2 separate regions of the Zea mays genome follow, and region 1 is linked to region 2. A link is a contact called in public Hi-C data. All regions are on one chromosome and are shown on one strand. Each heading gives the region's core, a stretch centred on a gene start, on an enhancer-like site or on the middle of the called end of the contact. The rest is flanking DNA. Distances are from core to core; before and after follow the strand shown. Region 1 overlaps LOC111591143 (a long non-coding RNA gene). Region 2 holds the start of LOC100272369 (Peptidase M50 family protein).

What was found. Hi-C and Micro-C count contacts between places; a contact is called where the count stands out from the background.
Region 1: a contact with region 2 is called in a Hi-C map of tassel, with 2.0 times the contacts expected there. The contact joins the enhancer-like site here to the promoter of LOC100272369 in region 2. A contact is called at or near these places in 4 of 25 Hi-C or Micro-C datasets (ear, leaf, seedling and 1 more).

What each region holds. Positions count from the first base shown.
Region 1 is chr3:218,997,584-219,002,352 of Zm-B73-REFERENCE-NAM-5.0, reverse strand. It overlaps LOC111591143 (a long non-coding RNA gene), which reads left to right. Exons shown (of 2, transcript XR_002750324.2): 1 at 1-325; 2 at 4,725-4,769. Among protein-coding and RNA genes, the nearest start is that of LOC111591143, 2.7 kb to the left of the region's middle. Within about 2 kb of position 2,657, at least 18 of the 20 cell types and tissues checked have an H3K27ac peak or open chromatin away from gene starts, as enhancers often do. A contact at or near this core is called in ear, leaf, seedling and 1 more, where this site is marked.
Region 2 is chr3:218,913,283-218,917,930 of Zm-B73-REFERENCE-NAM-5.0, reverse strand. It overlaps LOC100272369 (Peptidase M50 family protein), which reads right to left and starts at 2,333. Exons shown (of 9, transcript NM_001146850.1): 1 at 2,146-2,333; 2 at 1,718-1,851; 3 at 1,479-1,544; 4 at 792-858; 5 at 1-34. The coding sequence starts at 1,821.

The sequences.
Region 1 (4,769 bases), core at 1,408-3,907, 84 kb before region 2:
CGCCACCGCTCGCCCAGTCTAGGTCCAGCCGCTGCCCCGCCCAGCCGCTCGCGGCTCGTCCAAGTGTCCGCCACCGCTCACTCAGTCTACCTTCAGTTCTTGTTCTTGATACACGGGTGCTCAGTTCCTTCAGTTCTTGTTCTTGATATACGGGTGCTCAGTTCATGATACATGGGTGCTAACTGCCTGCTAGACGTGTTATCATTGCTTATGTGGTTTCTACGTGCAGGGGTACAAATTTTGCAAGCTGCTTTAATTTATCTGCAATCAGCAAGGGCATTTGAGTAAGAACTGCCCTGAGAACAAACATGGCATCTATCCAAAGGTATCATGATACTCATGCATTCTCAATTCTTATGATACTGTGAATGGGCATGGCTTCGATTATGCAGCAATAATTTATGGGAAACAAATATGACATGCGCTCATGTCTAACATGAAGTGTTTTTGGTTAATTATTATTCTTTTTAGTTGCCTAAAATGGAGAAAAAAGAAGCTTGTATTGCCTCTACCACTCGTCACTGGAAGTCAGCCCCCTCTTTAACTCATTTCTAGATCCGCCACTGGACATGCCAACATCCAAACATGCTATATATACCGTACAACATACATAGACGGCATTCCCTCTTTCAAAATGTCCTATATATGCTAGTATTTAGGGCCTGTTTAGTCCAGGGACTAAAGTGTAGCTAGTGGACTAAAGTTTAGTCTCTAACATATTTGGCTATAGAGAATAAAAATATTCAGAGCACGTTAAATTAATCATAAGGAGATCAAAATACACCTTAGCATTTTCCCACAATTAGTGCAACTGAAATAAACGAGAGCCAAAAAAGTGAAATTAATATGGTTTAGTTTCTTTTAGTTATCCTTTGAGGGACTAGATACTAAAACAGTTTAGTCTTAACGTTTGATAATTTAGAAACTAAATGAGACTAAAATAAAGAGACTAATTTTTAGTCGCTCAAACCAAACGAAGCCTTAGCTGGGAAAGATATGTGTGTTACCCTAAATAGGAACCATTGTCATCCGTCACCGGTACAGAGTATCGGTGTCAACGACGACGTTATGCAAGGAAGAAGAAGCGCTCGGCGGCGGCGACATCACGAGTAGCGCTTGGGGAAGGCCAGGAACGTATAGTGTGTTTGGTTTGAGGGATAGAGTGATCCATCTTCTTCTTACTCCTCATTTTTTTATTTGGTTTGTGGAATAGAATGAGTTGATCCATCACCACCTCATTCCTCATAAGCTAATAATTAGTATATAGATGAGGAGTGAGTTGATTTTACCAAAATTGATGGAATGAACTTATGATGCATCATCTTATAAAGTATAAAGTGACTCCACAAACCAAACACACTAGTAGAATAGACTGTAATTGGTGGATGACAACCAAACAACAAGTATCGAATTAATTAATACAACCTCAATTATTCACTCCGATCCAATCTGAAATTACCCAAACAAACCCGTAATCCGTTTGCTTTACGTTTTCGTTTATCGTTGAACCAAACACCATCACTGTCCACTTCCACCCCATGCATCGCGCGTCGATTAGGAGGGGGCATACCTACACCTGCAGTAGAGCGACTACTATACCCTGTGACGGTACACACTACACATGGCAACAGGCAAGGCAACGCACCGTCCTTTTTTTTTCTTGAAAGGTCTCAAGACCATATGCTATGCATCTCCCATTGCTGACATGCATATGCATAGAATGGGAGGAGAGAGTACTGGCACGTATTATATGCGGACACGTAGCTGATCGGCGGCAGTACGTACGTGCAGTGCCATATATATCCAAGTCACGCTAGCTGATTGTCAGACCAACGTGGAGTGTCTCCTCTCGTTGAAGCAGCGCACGTACCCAAACCATGTAGTATGCTGTATGTATGCATGCATACACCAATCCGGCAACCGCGTACGGACCATTACCGAAGGCCAGGCCGACAACAAGCCAGTAGCCACTAGCCAAGGGCATGTATAGTGAGTGCGACGATGATATGATATCGCCGGATGACCCGGATCGATACGCATCTCTTCTTTTTTACCTAGGTTTTTGTGCAGAGGAGATCGGTCATCGACGAGAGCCCACCACTGCACAATAATCTATCGCTGCAGACGTAGCTAAATATCTCGGCCCTTCGCCGGGCCACTACTCGCATGGCGTTGGATGCGGTGGTGGGCCGGCCGCGGGTTTCCCGGCGTTTGGTAAGCTAGTACGGCTCTCGCCGTCCGAATCAGCGCTGCGTGTTCGATGTCGGGACGGGACGGGACAGCGCACGCCGCGGAGTCCGTCCGTCCGTCCCCCGCTCGTGCAAGCGCCGCGCGTGGGCCTGCCTGCCCTCTGCAGTTCGCTCGCCGGTCGGTGGGGCGGAAAATGGCAAACCTTGAACCGTCGGTCTGACGGCACAGTTCAGGCTTTCAGCTGGGCGGGCCGTTGAAGTTGGGTTTTTTGGTTTTTTTTATAATTTTTTATTCGTGAGATTGGGTTTAAAACAAGTCAAAAACAGATATAAAACCAGGATACAGATATACGGAAACAGATATAAAAACATGATACAAACATAAATGCACCGCACCATATATGGTGTGTTCCTAGCCGCCGTCCAAGCAACAATACGACCATGCAGTCTCAGTGGTGCGGGCGTGGGCCTCGTCACGTGGGGTAGGCACGCAACACGCAAAGGTGAAAGGGTAGATTGGGCTGCAAGGTGGGCCAACCATCAAGTGTGGTACTGGGCTGTTTGATTATTGGGCTCAGCCTAGATTTTTTAAATACGGTGTTTTGGATAGGATTAAACGGGTTGGGATTTTGGGATCTCTATCATCTTACTCATCTTTATTCCCAGATTCAAACTCCACTCTGTACAAAACAGTGTTTTGAATAACCATATGGATAAACTTCTGGACACGGTATCACAAGAAAGCTCTTAGCAAACAAGCTGCCTAAATAATCGTTCAGGCGGTAGAACTAAATAATAATCATTCTTGTTCGCCCTCTCGTCCGTCCTAAGACGATAGTGCTCGATCACCTGGTATGCAATGCAACCCGACCGGGGCCAGGCCGAGCGGCCGGTGGCGGTGGCGGTGGGGGAAGAAAAAAAAAAGGGACGTCAGCCCGTGCAGCCGAGCGCAGAGGACGGGCGGTGATCTACTGTGAAAGGCAGATATGCTACTATCGAGAGCCATGATGGCCTGGGTTTGGGGGCGACAGGCCGGCCGCCCAACCTCTGCACTCCGCGGTGCACCGTCACCACTACTATTTTGAGTGCCTGCCTGCCTGGTGGTACGTTGCTGGAGTGCTGTGGGGACCAGGGGGAAGGTAACCTTTAGCATCGTCGTTGGTTTCTCCGACGCGCCAGAATCAGACTGGGCCAGCGCGGCAGCGGCACTGCGTTTCCCGGGCCTCTGACGACGCGTGCACCGACCGTCCTCGATACGCACCGCTGGTGCCTGGTGGTCCGCCTCCGGATCCGGACCGCCTTGCAACGGTGCTCGCCAGGCCGGTGGAATCCAGCCCGTTACTCTACTCTATCCTTGGTGGATGATCTTATTTCATGATAACTAGTTCACTTTTATTATGTTCCCTGTGAAAATTAGAGCTTGGGATAACCAGATCACGTGCAAAGAAACGTCGATGGCCTCGCTCGTACCCAAAGTCACCGAAACATCCTTGAACTGCCAAATACGAAAAGCATAATTCTGGCCTACAATTGCAAGTACGTGATTAATCGCTTGTACGTACTTATTAATAGATAACAAAAGATTGGAAGATTTTCATTTTAATGACAGGGCACATATAAAGATAACCTTCTACGTACATTTTAGTGGTAGCAATCAGGACCTTCACCGAGTATCGTAATGTCAGGGAAAAAATTAGCTAGGTCTCTGTAGAAAGATTTCTAGGTAAAATCTAGGGATTCAACCACTGGCAATCACTTGTGCGGGTTCTACGTGACGCATAAAATGCACGCATATTCAGTCTTGATGAGTTTAGCAAAGCATGCATATGGAGCCTAGCGTGTATGCATATGGTTTACATTAGATATGTACACATGTTACTTTAATGAAATACACTATTGCTTTATGTAAAACATGCATGCTGTGAATTTCATTACTTTTCTTAATAGTGACCAGAACTTCGAGGCAGAATTACAATACAGGTGGAAAAATACTAGCCGCATAAAAAAATACTACTACCCAGCGTATGGGTCCCGAATATAATGCATCGTTATTGTCACTCCTGCGCAAGCCCCAAATAAAGTACGCCACCGCCGTCGGCCGGTCTAGCCGCTCTGTCTACTAGCCCAAAGCATGCTGCATATGCCTATTATATAGACCTGACCAACAAGTTCATTATAGTTTAAGTTAACTTGTCCTTTTTTTGGAAGGAACTTGTCCTTTTTCCCGGTAAACTGAGCACACCATCGCATATTTAGGGTTGTTTGGTTTTAGTGACTAATTTTTAGTTCCTCTATTTTATTCCACTTTAGTTACTAAATTATTAAATACGGAAACTAAAATAGAGTACTAGTTTCCATATTTAGTAATTTATGGAATAAAGTGAAATAAAGGACTAAAAATTAGTCCTCAGTAACCAAACACTCCCTTAGAAAATATTCGAAAAAATCACATTATTGCATGTTCATCGTCTGTAGTGTTACAGCTAGCTAGTGAGCTAGAAAGACTAACTGCGCGCATGCATGTTCATCGTGCAGACCTACAGATTAATGCATGGGCCGTTCACTGTGCGAGCGAGCTGA
Region 2 (4,648 bases), core at 1,084-3,583:
AATAAAACACACCAATTGACTCCCACAATAGCATCTAGAAAATAAAAAAGATTACGGTACATAAGGTTTGTATACCTAGGGGGGAAAATATAACCAAAGCTTAACTTCATCCACATTACATCCGAAGATATGGGACCTGCTAAACCCACTACACATTGATGACAAATGATAAGAGCATGAGCCCAAAAAAACATAGAAATTGAAGATATATAAACTACAGATTAATATTATTCAATGTAGTTACTAATAACGATATCGACTGGTGCACTTAATTAAATGTTTTTAAGAATACTTAACATTATCACAATGCCTAGTAGAGTCGTAAACAAATATGTGAGGAAGCTACAAGCCAAGCCAAAAAAGGTTAAACTCCTTTGGAAATACTGAACCACTAAAAGGAAATCCGCATACTTCAGATCATAAGGACTTAATCAGTAGAATTACCGTTGTCAATTCTATACACTAGTAAAATTAACTATTTAACAATTGGCCACCATCAATTTAGGATTTAGGAACAAAATGTAAAATCTCAACACCTCCTCCTGTCTAAAGCAGCAATCCATCCATTCAACTTATGTAGAATTATATAGTTATACATACATTGTAAATTATCACATAATCATGTTCTTTTGTGATTGTAAAGGCACTACAACGGGTGGTTATAATTGTTTGAGCAGCAACAATAGGTAACACCAAGGGATATTGGGATCCATGATGCAAACAAACATCTTTCAACTTGGTAATACATAACATATAGAGAACATTGGAATAATCATTGGACATCAACTTACCAAGGATATACTGACTAAAGCAATGAGAGATAGATAAACACCTACAGAAAACCATGCTCTCATATATCTGTGGGGGGAAAAAGAAAGAAAACTTGTTATAACTTCAAGAAGTAATGAAAGCTTTTGGTCAACATTCTGAATGTGGCAAAGAAACTGCACTTCAGCATTAACATCATTGTTTAAGAAGTAACTGAAAAGTGAAAACAACAAAAAAAAAATTGAATACAAACATGTGTACAGTGCATCTACAAATATCCATGGGTCTAGTTAAGAAAAAATCTGAAAGGAGATCACAAAAGTTCAGCAAAATTCATCAGTGGAAGGAAAACAGACAAAGGATCTGGTCTAAAAAGTACATATTGTTTAATATGGTGCTACCGCAATTTATCAATAAATACAATACAAACAGAGCTATATCCTTAAGATTTCAGAGAAGAAAACAAAATAAGGACCCAAGATGACAGGGTTTTTTGGCTAACTTTTATGGTGAATTGGCTGCAAAAAAATAAACGAAAACAGTGCATATATATAAGGTTTGAAAAAAGCACAGGGCATTCAATTCAGAGTCTTCAACCAAATGCTATGGAATTGAGAGTTCAGACAACAAAATATTACCACCTGAATTTTCCACTCATGCGGAAAATTAGGAACAAAATAAGAATATTCATAAGCTAAGCCAAACCATACCTAGCATACTTCCACCCCAAATTGAAGAGGGCGTCGTTTAAGGAATATATCTTGCAGTCACAATAACTGAATTTTGTACATCCACAATAAGAGAGAAAAAAATAAGTGTCAACTCCCTCTACTTTCTTAAAAATGAAGAAAGAAATAAAAGACGAGAGAGGAATCAAGTAAGGATGCTATTTAGATCGACCTTCAACAGTATAGAGAGTGATAGGTAAGAGACCGTGCAGTTCACTAACCAGCAGGAGATGGAGTGCTCGGTCCGGCGGGAAGCAGCGGTCGTGGTCGTGGGCAGGGACGCCGGTGCCCGCCCCCGCCGCCTGCTGCGGCCAGCGCTGATCATAGCGGCATGGAGTGCAAGGATCTATTTCTTCTGTCAAAAAGATAGACTAGGTTTGAGCAATGATGTCTAGAAGCTCGGCCGCCTGGCTCCGCAAGCTTCTGAAACCCTCCTAGGCTCCACGTCTGGCGGAGCACAACCGAAAATGTGTACCCGAACCCAGCACGCAAAACGCAATCTACTGCTGCTCACAGCTATCAGTCAGCAGCCCAGCACACAGCTATGTGCTAGCAGCCCAGCACACATGTTGTTGTAGCCTAGAACTACGTCATCATAAGAAAGCTTACCTCGACACCTCATCACAGGCAAGGAATCCCAAAAGCTTACCTCGACACCTTCCAGATTCGGCAGGGCCGCAGCCCGCAGTGCAAGTGGAGGCGTGCTCGCACTGGGCAGGCGGCGTCACCTTCTAAGTTGCGAGCAAGCAAGCAGCGGCGAGGGCGCGCAGAGTAGCGCAAGCGGCGGCGCCGGCACGGCTGGAACCTAGAAGTGGAGTGGTGGTAACTGGAAACAAGCGGTGGAGTGAAACGTGGAAGCCTGGAAACTACCTGGTGGCAGCGACCATCTTTAGGTTTTTTTTTTCCTTCCTTCAGGCTTCGACGAATTCCTGGCCCATAAAGGCCCTAAGAAGCCCACTGTCCATGCATCATAGCGTCCACATATGACAGACTAGAGACCCAGTCACTCAGACAGGCAGATTCGAATGCAGAGACCACACTCTACAAGACCGGGTATACCTTCCCCATAGGTAATGGGGTTCAGGTTTATACCTCCCAAACCCAAACCCGCCATACCTGATGGGGAAAGAATTTCTCCCAAATCTATCCTCATAGAGATTAATTTTAACTCATACCCTAACACTAATAGAGGAATTTTCCGTGGGTAATCGGATTTCGGGGCCCATTGACATCTCTACCCAAGATCGACTACAACACAGAGCAAACAATCAGACAGAAATTTATCCACAAATGTTATCAAGACCAACTACAGCACAGACTAAACGACTATATTTTATTCAGAGTCTTTTTATTAAACAGGTAGCACGCGTCTAATTTAACATGCGCCCCCGAAACTGCAAACGCAAGGCTCACACGGGCCAGCAGGGAGGCCGCCACGGACGCGCTACCGCAGGGCACGAGCGAGTTCAGGGCATGTTTGGGAATGCAGTTTTGAAATAATGTAGTTTAGAGATGCCATAGTTTACAATTATACATGACATAAATACTACGGTATTGTTTTACCACAATAAAACTACAGTATCGCTCAAAACCGAGATCTGTTTGGCTCCATTGGAAAAACAAAGTATATGTAGAGAGAAGAGAAGAAAACTGAGGTCCTGAGTGGAGTTTCGAAAACTCCAAAAATACCACAGTTTTGGGTAAACCATGGTATTTAAAACTGAGTTTTGCCTGTACAAACCAAACACCTTTTGAGCTCCTATAATATAGTATCATCAAATATCATAGTATTGTTTCAAAACTGCAAAAAAATACTACAATTCCAAACAGGGCCTTAGGCTAGAAAGATGCGCTCCTGCGAACCACACGCCACGGTCGCGGTAGGAGCTTTCCCGTGTGACGTTAGTGATGGTAATAGACTCTATATTTTATACTATAAAAAATGTAAGGGTCAAATCGAAATAGAATATATTTTATTCATATTCTTTATAACTAAAATTAGTTAAGAGTGATAATTTATTGTGAAGAAACATTTGGATCGTGATTCATTACCATCTTTATGCGTAGTGTGTCTCAGCGTGCCAGCGCATGTGCGAGTGTGGTGTGGTTGTGTTAGAGCCAAAGGAAATGAGCCCGCTATTGACCTACGGTGCACGCCAAGACGAAGCCATAGAGGCGGAGCGCCAGACGCGGAGTTGGTTGTGGGACCCGAGATATGGCATGGGCCATACTTCGCTAAATTGGGCCCTCTGCCATACAAGAGAATTATGTTGGATAGAGTGGAGCGCGGCGAGAGCTGGCGGGAGAGATTTGCTACTTTGCGTGACCTTTGGAAATTTGTCATTAGGCCAAAGAAATTTTAAACACATAAATTATAGATAAAAATAACATGATAGCAAAAAGCAACTTAGTGTTCTGGATTAGGTGTTCATTTGAGCTCATTTCAAACGTGCATGTTGCCTACCCACTCCCAAAGATAATCTGCATAAATGTTGTAATACTTTGTGGTTAGGTAAATTGGGGTGGCTAACCTTGAGGTAACCTATGTAGTGCTCCTCATCAAGGACTGTCATGTAGAAGTCTTCATCTCAAAGTGCCCCACTTAGGTCTTACATCTTACATATTTGACACCATCTATTTCACCATTTACGAAGATGGTTGCACACCTAGGTGCTTGTCACCTCTTGTTAAATGAAATCACTCATAGCTCCAGCAACAATGTTAAGGTGCACCTATTTGAACTTTTTATTAGGCCTCACCCCTTCCTCAACTGGTTCACATTGCCTGCATTAGCAGCCTAGCACTCATGAGCCTCAACATCACCACCCACCTAGCCATGAACTATATATATTATAGAAATAACAAAGTGAGGCAATCAAAGTACATTGTGATAACTAAAATTAGCTCCAAAAGTGTGTTTTGTTGAATATGAGCTTTCCAACACTTCTAGATATATCAAATAGGGTCCTATGTGTGTTTATAACTTATCCAAAGTGTAGAGATGGTGCTAGCTCATCTATTCCAAGTTTCACACCTTTTTGTTGGTTTTGAGCTGATTCTGACTTAGAAACGAAATTATTGAACTAATGAACCTATGAATTAAAGACTAGGTAAACTAGTTAGTCTGAATGGTTGTGATGGTCATCAAGCAC